Regions from separate parts of the Zea mays genome. Here region 2 is linked to region 1. A link is a contact called in public Hi-C data. All regions are on one chromosome and are shown on one strand. The core of a region is the stretch at or near the end of the contact, and the rest is flanking DNA. Distances in the headings are between cores, read along the strand shown. Region 1 holds the start of LOC100285725 (ABA-responsive protein). Region 2 holds the start of LOC100384299.

Evidence for each region. Hi-C and Micro-C count contacts between places; a contact is called where the count stands out from the background.
Region 2: a Hi-C map of leaf shows a contact between it and region 1, with 8 times the contacts expected there. The contact joins the promoter of LOC100384299 here to the promoter of LOC100285725 in region 1. A contact is called at or near these places in 5 of 25 Hi-C or Micro-C datasets (bundle sheath, ear, leaf and 1 more).

What each region holds. Positions count from the first base shown.
Region 1 is chr10:14,244,029-14,249,021 of Zm-B73-REFERENCE-NAM-5.0, forward strand. It overlaps LOC100285725 (ABA-responsive protein), which reads left to right and starts at 2,143. Exons shown (of 3, transcript NM_001158616.2): 1 at 2,143-2,595; 2 at 4,161-4,435; 3 at 4,564-4,993. The coding sequence starts at 2,250. The coding sequence ends at 4,761.
Region 2 is chr10:14,454,721-14,460,244 of Zm-B73-REFERENCE-NAM-5.0, forward strand. It overlaps LOC100384299, which reads right to left and starts at 1,792. Exons shown (of 3, transcript XR_559901.4): 1 at 1,470-1,792. It overlaps LOC103640880 (protein EXECUTER 2, chloroplastic), which reads left to right and starts at 3,951. Exons shown (of 4, transcript XM_008664336.3): 1 at 3,951-4,302; 2 at 4,375-4,526; 3 at 4,603-4,672; 4 at 4,802-4,933. The coding sequence starts at 4,272. The coding sequence ends at 4,815.

The DNA of each region.
Region 1 (4,993 bases), core at 893-3,392:
TTTTCAAAAACTGCATGGCTTGGCCGCCAGGGTCGATCTTCCGAGTCTTCCCCCCCCCCCACTTTCGGCATCATAATTATCACTATCATCAGTATCTTCAGATAAACCTTCCAAAATTTCCCTTGTAATCTTTTCTGTATTTGTCTTTGATATTGATTCAAGAAAGCCAAGATTCTTCTCCTCAAGAAGGCTCAGCTTTGTTTCAGCAACAACTTTCTTATCTTCAGACATCTTCGGAAACGCTAAAAACCGCTTTTTAAGCCGAAGCTTAAAAAACTTACAAATTAAGCAAGTCTTGTTGCGCAGGAGCTAAAAGTTGAGTAAGCAAGAGCAGATGGCAAAGAAAGCGTACCAAATGACATTGCGGTGTGCTCTTATTTATACATCTGGCGCATTGAGAACAGGAGGGCCCCGCTTGACATTGATTGTTGCTATTCTAGCAAGAGGAAGATGTTTTTTCGGACCTTCGGCTTAGGGCCTTCGTCCATATCACAATCTGAATTTATTATCCTAACAAATTAATATTGCGAGGGGCTACTGTTTGGGGGCCTTCGGCTTCTGAAGGTCCTCAAAAATGTGATTTGACAATGTTTCTGGAGTATAATACATGAGCAGGTACCTTCGGACACAAACCCTTCGGACAAGTCAAAATTGTTGTATGAAGAAACACAAAGAGAACGAAGGATGGAACAGAGCCGAAGCTGTGCGCAAGAAAGCTTCGGCATGAAGGCAGAAAAGAGGAAACCGACTTAAAGAGGAAAAGACTATTTAGACACCGATAGATTACTATAGAGTTATTATCAAAAGCAAAGGGCCTGGATGTAATTTTACATGGGCTGCGACCCGTGCCTATAAATAGGTGAACAGTACTCTCGTACTGTTCACGCTGACTTGGCATTTGCTTTTGCATCACGCTTGTACTTTTACCTTCTTTCAAGTCAAAGGTATATTTGTAACCCATCATCATTCCTATTCTTCTATAGCAATAAAATAAAAATGAGTTGATAATAATACATAACTATTCATGTTATCTTTTATATTCCATGTAATTCCCTTTTCATTATGATATGTAATATTTATAAATGTATGTCCTTCATAACTTTCGTCCGAAAATCATTATATCTCAAGGGAAATAATGCTTCGAAGGACGAAGGACTTTAATATTTAACGTTTTCTGTGTTGCCTTGTTCTTAACTCTTAGTATTTGAGAACAAGTCCCCAACAGTGATCTATCGTCAATCTATTGAAAAGCGGATTTTAGCCTGGATTACATAGCCATATAATCAAACAGTGGTTGCGATGAACCAAGCAAAGTTGTCTAAGGACCCTGCTCTCAATAACTGCAAGCTGTCGCTTACTTGCCCCGCTCCGATTTGAATCTATGATCTTAACTTTTTTGGACAGATAGGCGTGCTTCCTGATGAAATGAATGGATATCTGATGCTGCATTCCCAACTCTCGAATCAAGCTCTTCGGCTATCCTTGAAAACAGCAATTAGTCTCTAGGCAATTCCTTACTTGTGAATTCGTATGTGTAAACTTCACTTCCTAGGGTAATACCAGAGAGTGTAGCACAAGAGAGTGGTACCGCTGTTTAAATAGAAGAGCTCGAGGAGGGAGATTAATAAAAATAGTCAGCGAACAAAAATACATATATAGACGCCTCGGCCAAAAAGATTGCAACCGCACAAATGGAAAAGTGCACCAAAATTCTCGCGCGCCAACGGATTAACCAGCAACCTCAGCTCTTAGCACAACCGACACAACCATCTGAGCATTCAAGTGATTTAGTTTTAGATGGACCCGATGACGTATTTAATAATGGTATACACTGAAAAATTACCATGCAATTAATTACTTCTTGTATCATAAATGATATCCTAAACGACCTTATTTTTTAGTACGAACGGAGTACTTGTTCAGGGACACGTGCACCTATCTGGAACGGAGCGAGTAGGATACGTCGAACACGTTGTCTCCACGCCGAAGAATCCCGCTCTCCAGTTCTCCACTGCCTACGTAATCCTACCGCCGCGTGTACCGCGCCTCGAAGGTTCTTGCTCCCGAAGGCACCGGCCGACGCGTCACCGCACTGCACCGCACCGGCTATAAAAACTTTCCCTTCTCGCCGCCCGTCCCGCCAATCAGCCCCATCACTCTTCCGTCGTGTCTTCTCGCGCTTTCCACTCCCAACGAGATCCATCACCCCCAACCTCTGTAAGCTTCCCTTGACGTCGTCGTCGTCATCCATGGAGAGCAAGGACGGTACCCACGATCCCGCCACGACGGCCGCGCCACCGGCCGGCGCGCCGCAGCCCGCGATGCCTTCCGCGGAGACGGCGCGGTGGGGCACGCGGCAGATGGGCCCGCCGGCGGCCCCCGGGGCGCACCCGGAGAACCAAGAGGCGGCGCGGTGGACGGCCGCGCGCGGGGACCAGGAGCTGCCGCCGTACGTCATCATCGGTGAGCCCGTGGCGGCGCCGCCGCCGCCACAGCATAGGGGCAAGGGGGACAGCCCCATGGAGCACATCCTCGACTTCTTCAACACCTGGAGCCGCAAGGCCGAGGAGCTGGCCTCCAACATCTGGGTCAATCGTAAGTTCGGATCCTATGCTTTTGTTTCGGTTGGTTGGAGCAGAGGATGCTCTGTTTTGCTCGTCCCCTGATCAGAGACAAGAGGCACTGAAATCTTTGCTTTGTTGTTCTACGTGGCACTATTAGACGATGCATTTCCTAAATCTACCAATATCAGCCGATTCTAAGCTAGAGTTAGCTATTATATAGATAACAGAATATACATATAGCAACTTACGCAAATGTCAGCAGAAACTCACGGATTAACCTTGAAATTGAAATTCAACATTTGAGCATGTAGTAATTTAAGCTCTTAAGTTGGTCATTATTCATTAGGCTCAATACAACTCGGATCGATATCGACCACAACTGTTAGATCGGTTTGTCCGATCGATAGGTAGGTCTACGACCATCTATTCAGAGCCAAATAGATTGGTTGTCTATTCAGAGCCAGATAGATTGGTTACAGACAACCGTATTGAAGAACCTGTTGATAATGATCGACTTTAGTGGTGTCAACTGGCTATTTTTTTAACCATTAAAAATGTTAAACAATCCGTAAAACAGGTTTTTTAAAAAAAACTAGAATATAATCTATAAATTAGATTTTATTTATGGATTATTTATTATTTATTTTTATATTTAAGTTATGCAGTTTTATTTATGGATTATGTATTTTTTATTATATTTGAGTTATATAATTTTAAATTGTTGGTATATAACTAAATGTCGGTAAAAGAAATTTGAAAACCTGGCGATGAGCTGAATAAAAACCAATGTGTAAAAGCTATACACATACACTTAAGTTTTATGATAGACTAGGAAAGTGTTGTTACGATTTTTATTTATGTTTTAAGTATAGAATACAGAACAAATATAAGTATTTTGTTGGCTAGATGGGTGTAAATTTGAGGTTTAAAGCCAACAACCATAATTTGAATCTCTATTTGTATATGATTTTAGCATTTTTTATTATTTAAACGTAGAGGAGCACAACAACGGTTTAAACCGTAGAACAAGAAAACTGACTATTTAATATAGTAGAGATATAAACGGTTCATTTGACCCTTGTAACTAGATTCATTTAACAATGCAGCACTGTATTTTCTATGATGATGCGGAAATATGAATGCTGCCAAGCCTTTTTTTACTTTCGAAAAGAACACACTTCCATCTTGTCTCTAAATTCTGCTTGTTGATTTTGAAATCTAATCTATGCCTCCTCATCTAGTCCACCTTGAAAAGTAGTTCTAGGGTACTTGAATGCTGGGAAGTGGTAAGGTCAGGTCATGGGCTCATGGCAAACCTGCTTACTCTTCTACTCCACCTTAAACAGTACTACAGTAGTAGTTCTAAGGTACTTAAATGCTGAGAAGTGGTAAAACGAGGTCATTGCTGACACACTAATTAAACCACATGCTAATAAGGTCAAAAGCGAATATCTGTGCCCATTTGGTGATTTATTTTATGGTGAGGGAATTAACCCAGCTCATTTCCTGTAGCCTTAATCAAACTGTTGACCCAGGCCAGGTGCTGGGGCCTGGGCAGCACATTTGACGTGTGTTTGTTTGTTGTACATGTTCCAGTGAAGGCCGCGCCATCCATGTCGGACGCCGCGATGGGGAAGCTAAGCCTCGGCGCGAAGGCGCTGTCGGAGGGCGGCTTCGAGAAGCTGTACAAGCAGACGTTCTCGTCCAGCCCCGACGAGCACCTGAAGAAGACGTTCGCTTGCTACCTCTCCACGGCCACGGGGCCCGTCGCCGGCACGCTGTACCTGACCAACCTGAACGTCGCCTTCTGCAGCGACCGCCCGCTCTCCTTCGCCGCGCCGTCTGGCCAGACCGCCTGGAGCTACTACAAGGTATGGTATGGATCGGTGTCGCATGCATGGGCGCGTACGTCGTCGTCAAAATGAAGGAGACGAGTGGCCGTAGAGATCGATGAGAGACATATGAGTCACTCACGCTTTGCTTCTCGTGCTGCATGCAGGTTATGATCCCCCTTGGCAAGATCGCGACGGTGGAGCCGGTGACGATGAAGGAGAGCCCGCCGGAGAAGTACGTCCACGTCGTCACCGTCGACTCCCACGACTTCTGGTTCATGGGCTTCGTCAGCTACGACAAGGCCGTGCACTACCTCGTCGAGGCCGTCTCCCAGCGCGGCGTCGCCACTGCCGGCGGCAAGTGATGAGGCGACGCCGCTCCGGAGACTGGGCGTTCGGCACCCGTCGTCGTGTATATATAATATAGCTGATGGCTCTGCCTGTGCATTACTCGTGTTCTGCTACTACTAGCACTACGATGGTGTCCCGGCGTGTGTTTGAATGTTCTCAGTGTGTGTGTGTGTGGCACAGATGCGCCACTGCTATTCTATGCACTTGTGAGTATTATGCTAGCTTTCACGGACTCGTCGAGAAACG
Region 2 (5,524 bases), core at 542-3,041, 210 kb after region 1:
GGTTTTTCAATATTCCACCGAAGATGTGGTTTACACCAAACACTTTTCCATGTATCATATATATGTCACATGTGGGCATGTGTAATGGAAGAGTTTTTGCCAACATGTTTAGACACTAATCTGCAACAAGCTACACCCAAGAATCACACAAGTTTCAATTAAAAAAATCAAGGGATTAACAGGGGAACATCAGGGGCAAATATTGAAGCTTGCAAAAGTAAGATTCAGGCAGGAGCAGGAGAAATCAAGTATTAGAGCAGAAAACAAAGAGTGCAGTAGAGCAGTGAACTGGGGATGCTATTGGTAGTGAACGATCCTGAGTGCTTGCAGCACCAAGCTTCATAAAAGGAAGCACACTGAAGAAAAAAAGATAGAAGAACTGTTTTGTGAAAAAGTCACATGTTGGGGAGGGGTAGACGGCTTGGGTTGTCAGCAACACCAGCCTCTAAGTAGGCATTTTTTCAACCCGCTTTTTCTATTCCTTAAATGCACCCAGTATTTCTAAATACTCCTAACGTTTCGCCCAATGCGTTGCCTTTCCTGCTCCGTCCATATCAACCTTTTTTATTCGAACTCAGTCAACCGATGCAGGATGCAAGCAATGATCCAATCGTATCCTAGCTAGAAACCTAATCTTCCAATCATAACGTGATGTGATCTTGTGGCGCACGCACATCACTACATGGGCAACACAGCCGCCACGCCAGCATTCGTGTCATCAATCGGCAACCCTGACCATCAACTGCTCATCGCCAAAGAGGTCCAGATGGTGGTTCGATCATCACAGGGGCAGGCAAGGACATCATCAACTTCCTCCTTGGCATCATCGCCATGCTCATAGGCGGCAGCGTCAAGCTCGAGAGCATCTACACTAACTTGCTATTCCAGTTCTAGATTAGGGTCTTCATTTGCTTGTATGATAACATTATGGTATCTTACTACCAGTGTTTAAAAGGTGACTAGGCGTCCAGGCGAGTGTTGGCCTAAACGCCACTGTTTCCAAGGCGAGCTAGGTACACCTGAACGCCGCGGTGACGCTTTGAAACACCACTGCTTAAGACTGGTTTGTGATCCAAGGGATCCCCTGTGTTGCAAACAAGTTAACATAATGATGAGCTATTTTGTATTAACCAACGAATTACGTTTCACGATGTAACAACTCTGACAGGTGATCGCAATGACCCTACGTCCGTATGGGAGCGTGCAAATTAATATATCTCTGCTTTTTGTTTGCTATGTCGTTATATCCATAATCACTAGTGCATTTTCACAAACTATATCTGTGGTGCCAACTTGCGTAAGGGCGCGCCATAATCACTAGTTGGGAAAACAAGCCAAAGATTCAGGAAGCATCAATCGAACCAAAATGAACCAGAACCACGAATGGGTCGGGGACAAAAAAGAAAGGGAGCCCATGAGGTCTCCCCATAACGCTGCACAGAACGTAAAAGAGAAGGATGGTAGCCGACCTGCCAGAGCCGCTTGAGGCGCTTCTTGGCGTTGTTCTTGCGGGTGGTGGTGAGCTTGATGCGCTTCCACAATAGGCCCGGGGAATCGTTCCGCTTGACCACCTCCAGCGCCCGCGTCGCCCAGAAAGCGCCCCCCACCATGCCCCCGCCTGCCATCGCTGCTGGATCGGTTGGCCTCTTCTTCCTCTTGTTTATCGCGTGTCGGCGCTGGCGGCGGCGGCGCTCGGAGACGGGAGTGAGCAGGACGGGAGAAGGGTTTTCGAAGGGTTTGGGCTTCGGCCTTCGGCCTTCGTCGGCCTACGGATAACGAATTACGGGTATTGGGCCCTGACCGCGTAATCCAAGGGCTGCCCGATCCAGACTAAGCCTGAAAAGGTCTAGTATGATTGAATTTCAGATCGGGCTGGTTCTTAATTATTAGGGGCCGTATCGGGACTGCCCTTGGGTTTAGATCTCGATTCGTGGACGTTATGGTTAAACGTGCCAGATCTATTTTGTGCGGTTCGAAATTGTAAAAAAAAATCCAATATCAAATTCTAGCCTAAAAATCATATAGAGCTCAAAATTCATATCAAAACTGAAATTCAGTTCGAAATTCATCATAAAGCCCGAAAACCAAAACACATATATAATTTAAAAGATATTAACATTTCAAGTTGTATAATTTAAAAAAAAACAAAGAACATGAAACCAATGGGAGTGAACACCTCATCTGCGTGATTAAGGGCCCGTTTGGCAAAGCTCCAGCTCCTGCTTCTTTAGCTCCAGATCCTGATTCTCGTGAGAAGCTGATCCTCCTGATTCTCCTAGAGAATCAGAATCATTTTTAAAACCGTTTGGCAAGTAAACTGATTTTTGTCTACTTTACCCTTTGCAGTTCAACTTTGTTACAAACCAATAAGTAGGATGCATATACAGAAAAAAAATCATGAAAAAATAACATATAAAATATTTTTATCATAGTAGTGCATAAAATGGTCTCAAATGTTTAGTCCATAAATTGGCTCGTTATGTTTTTGTCCAATAGCAATTGCGGGTAATTTCGATCAAACTTTAAGGGGAGGTCCATATTTGGTTGGTTGAGGAGCTGTTTTAAGGGAGGGTGGAGCAGGTTTTTTTAGATCCCACCTTTCTTCACAAAAACGACTCCCAATCTTTTGGCTCCACACGAGAATCAGTTTAAAAAAATACCCGTTTGGCACGGCTCCTCCAGATCCTCGCTTAGAATCAGGAGCTGGAGCTGTGCCAAACGGGCCCTAAGTATGCTGCTAGCCAAATTAGAGCTCATAATTTCCATGATCAGACACGGATGACCAAATGAATATGGGTCTCTTCGTGTCTGTATATGGGCTATTTTGTGTCTCTGTAAACGGATCGTGCTCGTGCCCGCCCGTAGACCGTGACCTCGGTCTAAGCACAACCTGATGCATAATTTTGGGTCGGTCCGATCCAAAATTATTTCGAACGGAACCTTGCTTGGACAGTGCTTTTTTGTGTGCTTTAGACCAGTCCACCATATCTGTACTAACTATTAAGGGGGCAGTGTAGACTGCCCCCGCCTACGAATTCCACCCGCCGCTCCGCCTCCCCCGCCGCGAAACCAGCCATCACCCGCACGCCCTCACGAAACCAGCCATCGCCCGCTGCGCTTCAAGCACAGCGATGTCGCGCTTCAAGCACCGCGAATCCCGCGCCTCCCCCGCGGCGAATCCCACCCGCACGCCCGCCCGCACCTCAAGCACCACGAATCTCGCGAATCGCCCGCCGCTCCTCCAGCTCCGCGAACCGCCAGCCCGATGAGCTCTTCCACAATGGCCAGATCTGGCGCTCACCCTGCCCCCACTCCCGGATCTCGACCCCGGAAGCGACGACGACGAGGACTGCGTGGGCGGCCGCGCCTCAAGCACCATGAATCCCGCGAATCGCCCGCCGCTCCTCCAGCTCCGCGAACCGCCCGCCCGACGAGCTCTTCCACAACGGCCAGATCCGACCGCTCACCCTACCCCCACTCCCGGATCTCGACCCCGGAAGCGACGACAACGAGGACTGCGTGGGCGGTCGCGCGCCGACGCGCGGTCCATGTCCCCGCTCCACAGCTCGTCATCGCGGCTCAAGCTAATCAATGCGCTCGTCGTCCCGGCGCCGGATCTCGGCCCCGGCCCCGATGCGACAGGAACGCACGGGGAGGCAGCCCCGCCGGTAACCGCCTCGTCCCGCTCATCCTCCTCCACGTCCTCCTCGTCCTCGTCGGGCACGTCGTCAGCGCGCGGGTCCCAGCGCTAGGTGTTCATCAGGGACATGCTCCTCCATCGCAGCAAGAGCGAGCCAGGCAGCGACGCCCACGCGCACGACGCCCCCGGGGCGCCCGCCGCTAGCAAGCCCGAACGAGCCTGGTCGTTCTCCTCCCATTTGCCCATTAACAAAAAGGTCAAGAAACTGGGTGGCCTGAACTGGCTGGACGATTTTCAAACTGGTTTCTGGATTTGTAACCTTGACAAAAAAAACTATTAATTACTATTAGCACCGATTGGTATTCATTATCTTATTGTTTCCAGCGTATGCTGCGGTTTTAACTGATTCTATGCTGTCAAGATCACCTTCCATTTGCCCATTTCATCTTATGCTAGACGGCTTCTCTTTATGCTGTCTTTTGCCACCAGTTCATACCATCTTATTGCAAGCAAGTCAACTGACAGATGGTTGTAACTGCAGATAAATAAAGAAGTTCAGGAGCTTTTAAGGCTTACCTTAAGCAAGGCCCGAGTCAAGCTGACCGATAATACCTTTTTTAACTGGATCATTATGGACACTAACAGCATGGATCCATTTAATGGTAAAGTTTCCCCAGTTAAGTTGGTGAGCATTTCCTGCATGATCTAACAGTTGTAATGCTGGGCTAACATAGGTCTCTATGTGGGAGCATTTAGTCCATATGGACCAGAAATTGTGCAGCTCCGTCGGAAGTTCGGCCACTGGAATAGTTTCGATGACGTTGAGTTTTTCGAGTATGTCGAAGCAGTAAAGTTGACTGGTGATCTGAGTGTCCCTGCTGGCCAGGTTTGCAACTTTTATTTTCTAAAAAATGATGTCAATATGGCTCCCATGATATTCTACTGATCATATATTGTCACAGATAACATTTCGTGCGAAGATTGGGAAGGGCAAGCGACTTGAGAATCGGGGCGCGTATCCAGAGGAATTCGGTGTGGTAATTTCTGTCTGCAGATAAGATTGTTTGAAATATGCTCGGATGTTAGTTTGTTATATTCTAAGAAATGAAAGTCACGTGCAGTTTTTTTCCATTCTAATTATACTTCCTTCTTTTCTCCCAGATTGCCAGTTATAAAGGTCAGGGTAGAATAGCTCAGCCTGGATTCAAAAATCCTCGATGGGTGGATGGTGAGCTGTTGGTGCTCAATGGCAAGGTAGACTGAAATACCTATGGTGGTTCTTTTCATCTGTAGTCAACATTCCTAAAACTGATAACTAAGTAGTACATACATGCATAATGTACAATCTGGCAGACTATAACAGTATAACTTACGGTTTGGTCTGCAGTGAGATTACTTGATTTAGTTTTTGGGAACTTGCAAAGTAGTTGGATACAAACTTTTGGAACACCAATTTATGTCACTAGGAGGCATGCTTTATAATACTAAATAAATTAATTGAATACTATTATGAACTGTCTTGGCTAAAGGAAGAAACTTGGAGATTTGCCAAGGTGGGCTTTGGACTGAGCAATTTTGTATGTCATCGTAGAATATTGAGTATGATTCATAAGACAAGTGGCAGTAGTTTGGAAAGGAATAGAACATTTATAGGTTATCTAGCAAAGTTTGTCCCAGATCATTTTATTGAATGACTCCATTTCTCCCCATCGTTTCTTAGGCTAGCGATTCTAAAAGTGCCTTCCATGGTCTAAAGATGTGATTCTGGTTCACCACGTTTTTTCTGGTATCATTGCAAATTCAAAGAATTGCATGAAATGTTTACATAGCAAAACCAGTGTCCAGCTACTCCATTCCAAATTGTAAGTTGTTGTCTTTTAGACA